Regions from separate parts of the Gossypium hirsutum genome. Here all the other regions are linked to region 1. A link is a contact called in public Hi-C data. All regions are on one chromosome and are shown on one strand. The core of a region is the stretch at or near the end of the contact, and the rest is flanking DNA. Distances in the headings are between cores, read along the strand shown. Region 1 holds the start of LOC107891465 (5'-adenylylsulfate reductase-like 5). Region 2 has its middle 41 kb from the start of LOC121210703. Region 3 holds the start of LOC107957120.

Region 1 (2,566 bases), core at 20-2,519:
AGTTAACTGAATTACCCGAATTACCCGAATTAATCGAATTAACCGAATTATTTGTATAAAATTATATGTTTTTTATTTTTATTTTTAGTTTTAGATTTATATTTTTATTTATTGAATTATTTGTAATTTTTATGATTAGGTTGGATAATTGGGTTGAGTTGGATACTTGGGTTAATATATATTAGATTGAGTATTTGGGTTTACATTAGATTGGGTTTGAGTAAATAGTTGACTATTTATATATTATAATTTTATTTATTAAATTTTTCGGTTAAACCGAAAAAAAATCGATTAACTGACAGGTTTCGATCCGAATTAACCGTTAACTGAAAGCTTAAAAAATTATTAACCGACCCCAAACTGAATTAATTCGATTAACCGACCGATTAACCGAATTCGACCGGTTAACCGAATTTTTTCAGTTTTACCTGAATTTTGCACACCTCTACATACCACCCTGTAAAAATTTACATAAATTTTAAATAATTTGTATCGACCGACAGAATTATTATTTCTTATTTTATTTTTTCAGGTAGAAAGCCCTCATAATCATTCATCATCATCAGCTCTATTATAATTTTCCCATTGAAGCGTTTAAAATTTCCTCTACAATATGACTTCAATGTAGTAATTTAATTTCTATGCATCATAATAAATTTACAAATTTAGTCAAATATGTCTTTCTTTTCTCAAATGTCCAGTATATTATATCGATTCACTTTGGAATAATTATTTTCAATTCTTTTATTATCAATATTATTGTCAATCACTATGAACAATAATTAATATAATTACCTATTTTTTTTCTAACTCATAAATAGGAAGATAGCGTATTTCAGTCACTCGAACCCACATCTTCTTGTATTAATTACAAAGCCAATATCAATCAAACTAACACCCAATCAATTCTCAATGAATTTTTAGATAATATGTTATCATATTTCTTAATTTGTAGTTAATTTAACTTTATATTAAATATTGACATAATACAAACAGTAAATCATTTAGAAATTTAACAATTATATTATTTTAAATTTGCTTTGTAAATAATCTGAAATGTTACAAATTTTATAAAAATATTTAAAATAAATATAATATATTTTAATTGATATATGGTAAGATTATTGGATTACCCAAAAATATTAATAGATCATGATGTTTTAGTAGCTTGATATAATAAATTGTTGCTTAAATATAGTAATATACCAAGAAGTATATGTGTGTATGTAAAATAAAAAGGGCTTCAAGCCCAAAAATTAGACCTGCCTTGCCCATCACTCGTACTTTCTTCTTTGTTTTTTTTTTAGCTAAGCAAATGCCCTTTACACCCACACAGACACATACCCGAGGCACGGCTCTTAATCCAACATCATCAACGACAACCAACTCATATAAATAAGCTTTACATTCAACTGTTTACATCTTAAATTCCGAAGCCTACAATACTTTCCCAAAAGCAGAGCAATTTTTAGACCCTTCGAAGAAAAAGAACCAAATTAGCAGCCAAGCCAGTGATTATATTAGATTTTACCCATTTCCAAGAAAATAGCCCACACCCACCTGCTTCCCCTCCCGTTCCCCCTAATTTAATCTATATCTTTCTTTATTTTTTATTCTTTTCTGGGTTTCAGTTTTGCCCCCCTTTTTTTCTGGTTGTTGTTGTTGTTGTGAACTCTCTCTCTCTCTCTTCTTTTTTTGTTTTATAAATTATTTCCAGAAATGGGTTCTTCTTCTGTTAATTTGTTTTTCTATATCATATCTATATGTTTAATACGCTGCGTTTGGAGTTCTTCTGTTTGCTCTGATGAAGCTGATGTGTTCATTAAAAATCTTCATTTTCAATGTTCTCCTTCGTTTTCTCCGATTCCCCCTCTCAAGGTACGTGTTTTAGCTTAATCTTGGTGGAAATTTTATTTCATAATTGAGATTGATCTGTTAATTGGTTTAGGAAAATGGGTTCTTGAGATTTAATTTATTTTTTATTGGAATGTTTTATTATTATTTTTTTGTTTGATTTTGGATTCTTGGTATTTATGATTTTGCATAATCATGTTAAAAGAAGGCAAATTCTAGGAAATTATGAGTTTTTAGCCTGAAGGATTAGGGTATTTTTATGGAATTTTCATGGCTGTAAAATTGTGAAGAATCAGAATAAAGGTTTTATTGCATTATGGGGGTATTGGATTCTTACATTATACTTTAATTTGAATTCTGAAAAAAAAATTAAATAAGGAAGATAGAAATAAAGTTGCAAAAATTATTAGCCATTCATTATTTAATATCAGTCAGTCTTGTTTAAGACTTCTGAATAGATTTATTCTCTTCTGGAACATTTGGACTGGAATGGCATTTTTATGTATTCCCAAGCAAAGATAACATAATTTTTTAAGGCTACATGAGCTACAAGGAAAGTACTGGAGATGCAGCTTAGGATCTTCTATTTCAGGTTTTAAGCCTTATGCAAATCAGCTGAAACATAAGCCGAATTAGTGAAATATGTTATATGTTTTCTAAAGCATTAATTGAATCTATGAAATGTTAATAGTGTTAGCTTTATTGACATAAT
Region 2 (2,566 bases), core at 23-2,522, 190 kb before region 1:
TGCGACATAATTAAAAATAAAAAAATAAAAAAAAGTAAAATGTGGCCTCATAATTTTTAAAATTAAAAACTAAAAATAAAATAAAATTTAAATGAGAGAGAGCGAGAGAGAAAAAATGATAATTTCTATAAAAGATTTAAAAGTATTAGTTTTTCATTTTAATTTATGTCAGAAGATCTAACATTTTATTTAACGGTTAAATTAGCGATTTCAGTAACAAAATAATCTTATTTATATAATATTAATAATTTATCGACGCAATTAAAATGTTTTAGAATTTGATAAAAATCAAACAGGTCGAAATCATCCAACGAATGGTCTAGATATTTCAAGCATTGATTTAAGCGAAAATGTGGATAAAAAACCAAATGGGACCGAGCTGCTAAGGCTGAGGATACGTATGGTGCTTTTACTAGTCTATTTTTAGAGACGTGTGTCATCATCAATGATAATGCAGAAATGCACCCAATATAAATCTTATCAAGATTTTTTAACCCCACATAAAAAATTGCACTTAACCAAAAAAGCAAAAAGAAAAATAATAATTGCACTTAGAAGCAAACATTCGAACAACTTGCATGATTGATTTAAAATTACCTTAACTGAAGGCCATTCTTCGACATTGAGTGGTTCAGAAGCTGTCCTAAAGTAAGCCTCAGGAGACATGGGTTCCACTTTGAACTTCTTGCAGAAAGGCAGCCATGTCTTTGAGAAATTTGCAGCCTCTAACATGGCATAAAACGTTAAATTCGATCCTCCATCATCTGATAAATATACGCTTAACTTTTCAGGTGGATAATCATATGCCATCATAGATAGAACTGTGTTCACCACCATGCTCGGTGGCTCTAACAACGGATCCGCCGTGCACACAAATATGTCGATGCCCGGTAGTTCTTTTCCGAACCTTTCCAAGATTGAAAGTAATGAATTTAACGTAAATGGTCAATTATGAAATATGAAACAAACCAGGATGAAAACATAAATAAGATATGTATGTACCTTTGAGAGAGCCTGTGTATGAATGGAATACGGATGACAGCGTTCCATCTACAAACAGTGGTGAGAAGCCAATAAAATGAGAACCATAGCTCAGAAAGAAACAAGCCAATCCAAGTCCACCTCTCAGCTTTTCCTCCAATTGAGAAATACCTAATTATATACATAACAATGAGGCAGATGCCAAGCAAGATTGAAGCTGCGATGCACCTGAACAGTATTGGTCTAACTTGCCTTGTTTCGAACAGTGGAACATATTCATTTTCTGTCATTTCTCTCTCTCACACACACAGCTGAGCATCGATGTATTTGTTTATGGATTGAATTAATGATAAGCTCGGCTTTTACTTTTCAAAAGAAACAAAAAGGAGGAAGTATCTTCTAATGAATATGGGATCATGGGCCCATAATAAAGGTAGTCCAATAAATTCGATGTGAATTACAGTGGTAAACTTGTGTAAATTTTAAATTGATTAACATAAAATCTAAGGTTTAATCCCTGTAATTATAAATCCACATAAAATTAATTACAACAGTCATGGTCCCACAAAAAATTGAAAATTTTTTATTAAGCATTGCAAGATTAAATCAAAATGTTTTTAAATTATCTTTCAGAAAATCATAATAATATCTTTTTTTTCTTTAGACATACTAAGGGTTGAAGTTAACTAGCTCTGGTTTTCATGAATAATTTGATTTTAGTTTGATAAAACTTAAATGGTTTGATGTGAATATTTGTATGAGTTCTCATGGTACTAAACTGCTCTTTGTTTTTCTGAATTGACATGTAAATGTCATTCACATTTCTTCTAAATGCATTATATATCTTGCATATGATGTAAATCTTAGTTTAAAGGTAAGTATATAAGGTTTTATCCTTATTGTCTCACTAAGCTTTATGCTTAACGTGTCGTCGTTTTTATGCATAGGTCTTCCGAACTAAGGCTCAGTGTTTCTTGAGGATCACAAGCATACACCATTGTTTTCATTTGAAGAGTATGAAACATTTGTATTTGTCATTAATAACTAATGACATGTACTGAAGAAGTCATTTAGGGGTGCATACATGATTGTTTCATATTACTTGTAATGGGGTATTAACCATATCTACTTTGGTTGGCCTTGAGCAACATGCTATATATACTTTGAATGTATCAATGCGTGCTTTGATTTTCCGTACTTTAGTTTGGTCATTGAATGGTTTTATATAAGTTTATTATGCTAGATTAACAACTTGAATGTTTTGACTTGTTTTGCCTCTTTTTTATTATGTTTTATGAACAAAGTTATCATGCTTTTAGTTACTTTTCGAATATGGTTTATAGAAATCTAGTTTGGAGGTGTTTTGGAAGTCGTTTTTGGCTACTAGAATGTGAGTTTTAAGTTACTTAAGTTTGGCCTTTGATATGGTGAAGTTTGGGGTTGAAAGAGGGGAGTTTTAGTGTAACGACTCGAAAGTTAGTGATGTCGAAAAATACGATTTCGGAACTCCATTTTTGGTAAGAGAGTTCTTAAATATTATTATTTAATATTTATGAGATTATTATTAAAGTTTCATTAAAGTTTG
Region 3 (2,566 bases), core at 38-2,537, 170 kb after region 1:
TACTTGACTTATCATGCCCATTTTCCTAATCTCAAAGCAATTCAGGCCTAACTCCATGGTTTGAAAGTCAAATTCCAATTTCACACAGAAGCTGGAGGATGAAAAACAAATTGTGTGCAAAATGGAAATGAAGAGAGAGCAGTTGGAGGACTGTGAATTTCATGAGTTGGGGGATTTTACATTTTCTTAATATTCAGATTTTGAAATGTCAAACCTAGCTTTTAATCATTTGGGGTTGCTGGTCAAGATTAAGTTCATTACTTGGATACTATATTGAGTTAAGAAGATGAGAATCATCACTTTCAAATCATTTTAATTCTAATTAATTTGTTGCTCTACCATGATTTCCTGTCAAAATATTTGTCCCTAACTTAGATGCACTGTTGTCACCAATTAAATATTTCTTATAAATAAAATTATAGTTACAAAAGACTTAAAATAAAAGATAACTAAATTTAGTGAAATAATCAAAGTTTTTTTTATTACTGGTTTTTCAATTCTCATTGGTTGAACTTTTCATTTATGATTCAACTTATTAATCTAGTTCAACAACATGTATGTTTCGGCAAATTTCATTTAGAAATTTAATAATAGATTAAAATTTAATGCATATATGAAATTAAAATGAAATTAAAATAATTAAAATACAAATGATAAATTAGTTAAATCATAAATTAGTTGGTTGTTACACTTGAAAGGCTCCAAATTTAAATTTTAGAAATGAGAGAAAGGTATTTATATAAATTTTAAAATATTTTGATAAATTAAAAACATTCTTTAATATTTTAATCTTTAAGATAGGAGAAAGATTTTAAATATTTTATTTATTCAGTTGATGGTTGCATTGCTTTTTTCTATTTTTCAACTAAAACTTAATTAAGTTTTGGGAGAATTATGGAGCCCATATTTGTAAGCCCAACTGAAATACTTGAAAAGGGAAATGAAGGCCTTTCTAGAAATTTATAAAAGAAGAATTAGCCCAAGCTCCATTAAAATGGAACTAATGCCACTTATTACCTCGCCTACTTGGTTTGGTTAACTAACCCACTCAATGATCCATATATACAACACCACCACCATATCTTCTCTTCTCGCCTGTTTTTGCTTCATCTCCTTTCCCAGAATCTATTACAGGAGCAAAAAGAAGAAATCAGAGAAAGGTTAAAGAGAAACAGAAACAGAGAATTTGCACTAATAATTTGGGCGAACAATACAATACAAAACAAAACCTATTTTTTGTTCTTCTCTGGGATGATACCATTTCTTCACTGTAAGAAATCTCCTTCTTTTGCTTTATCTTGTTTCTTTTTTGTTCATACTTGGTAATTGGTTTCTTTTTTTGTTGGGATTTTCTGGGTTTTTTTAGGAAAGATTATAGCGTATCTGTTTAGCTTTTCAAGGTCAGGCAACCAATTTCTCTCGAAGTTCATTTTTTCCCTTTCATATGACATTTCTTCTCCTACTCTTAACAAACAGAAAACACCCAGACTTTATTTTCATCATCTCTTTGATTTTCACGGCATAAACCACCCAAATTGGTTTTCCGGGGAATTTCTTTTTCAAAAAATCAGTTTTTATTATTCTTATTTTCTTCAACCGCAATTGGATTTTGGGTCTTTCTTTAATTTTAAAAAAAACTTTATTGCTCTTCAGCTTTGATTTTATTGGATGTAAGAAAATTGAAACTTTTTTTTAATTTGTTCTTATTGGTTTAATGACAGAGATGGAGAAAGAAGAGAGGAGCCAAAGAACATGCAAAACAATAGAGCCGGAGTTGTTTTTACAGTGGGGGAATAGAAAGAGGCTAAGATGTGTGAGAGTTAAAGACCCTCAAAAAATCTCTCATAAATCCAATACTATAATTCGTAGAAGAATCACTTCTCGGCTTTTAGATAAAGAATCCTCTCCTTTTTCTCAATTCAATCCTCGTCTGACTAGGTATGAACATCAATTCTTTCTTGGAATTTTCAAAAAAAAAAAAGTCATGTTTTATTTTTCTTGGCTCCTTTTGTTTGTTTGGAAAAAATATGAGATTTTCTTTGTTTTCAAGCTTTTTCTCGTCTTTTTGGGGAATTTTTAAATTTAATTTTACCCATTTTCTTTGATTTCTGAGAAGCTCTTAGGTTGGGAGGGAGGGGAAAGAGATTGAATGTTGTTTTTTTCGCCCTTCCCCAAAATTAGCTGGGCATGGCTATGGGTTCTTTTCCGGGTAAAAGAGAAAAGGCATATTAATTTATTTTTTCTCAGAAGCCATCTACCAGTGTTAAGGATTTTCCGGGAAAATGACTCAATAAGGTTGTGGACCTCGTTGTCCCCTGTTTGGTTGATCGGATAGGGGAAGTTCCTACTTGTCTGCTTTATACCATTTTAGTTCTCTGACTGCTATTTTTGGTCTCTTAGCAACCAAACATGGTGTTAAGAAATTTCCCTATAAAACTTTTATAATTGAAATAAGCAAACTGGTATAATGGTGAAATTTACTCTTTTTGTGTGTTTGATTGTAGGAATTCAGAAGCATCTATACTGCGGTCAGATCACCGGAAAGCGGCTTCACCAGAGAAGGAAG

The links. A called contact is a pair of places that touch in the nucleus more often than the background predicts.
Region 2: a contact with region 1 is called in a Hi-C map of leaf, with 2.0 times the contacts expected there. The contact joins the enhancer-like site here to the promoter of LOC107891465 in region 1. A contact is called at or near these places in 4 of 34 Hi-C or Micro-C datasets (callus and leaf).
Region 3: a Hi-C map of hypocotyl shows a contact between it and region 1, with 4 times the contacts expected there. The contact joins the promoter of LOC107957120 here to the promoter of LOC107891465 in region 1. A contact is called at or near these places in 9 of 34 Hi-C or Micro-C datasets (callus, fibers, hypocotyl and 2 more).

What each region holds. Positions count from the first base shown.
Region 1 is chrA11:97,739,545-97,742,110 of Gossypium_hirsutum_v2.1, forward strand. LOC107891465 (5'-adenylylsulfate reductase-like 5) reads left to right here and starts at 1,270. Exons shown (of 4, transcript XM_016816281.2): 1 at 1,270-1,878. The coding sequence starts at 1,720.
Region 2 is chrA11:97,547,564-97,550,129 of Gossypium_hirsutum_v2.1, forward strand. It overlaps the pseudogene LOC107891470. Among protein-coding and RNA genes, the nearest start is that of LOC121210703, 41 kb to the left of the region's middle. Within about 2 kb of position 1,273, at least 2 of the 9 cell types and tissues checked have an H3K27ac peak or open chromatin away from gene starts, as enhancers often do. A contact at or near this core is called in leaf, where this site is marked.
Region 3 is chrA11:97,909,453-97,912,018 of Gossypium_hirsutum_v2.1, forward strand. It overlaps LOC107957120, which reads left to right and starts at 1,288. Exons shown (of 5, transcript XM_041081905.1): 1 at 1,288-1,400; 2 at 1,722-1,938; 3 at 2,505-2,566. The coding sequence starts at 1,724.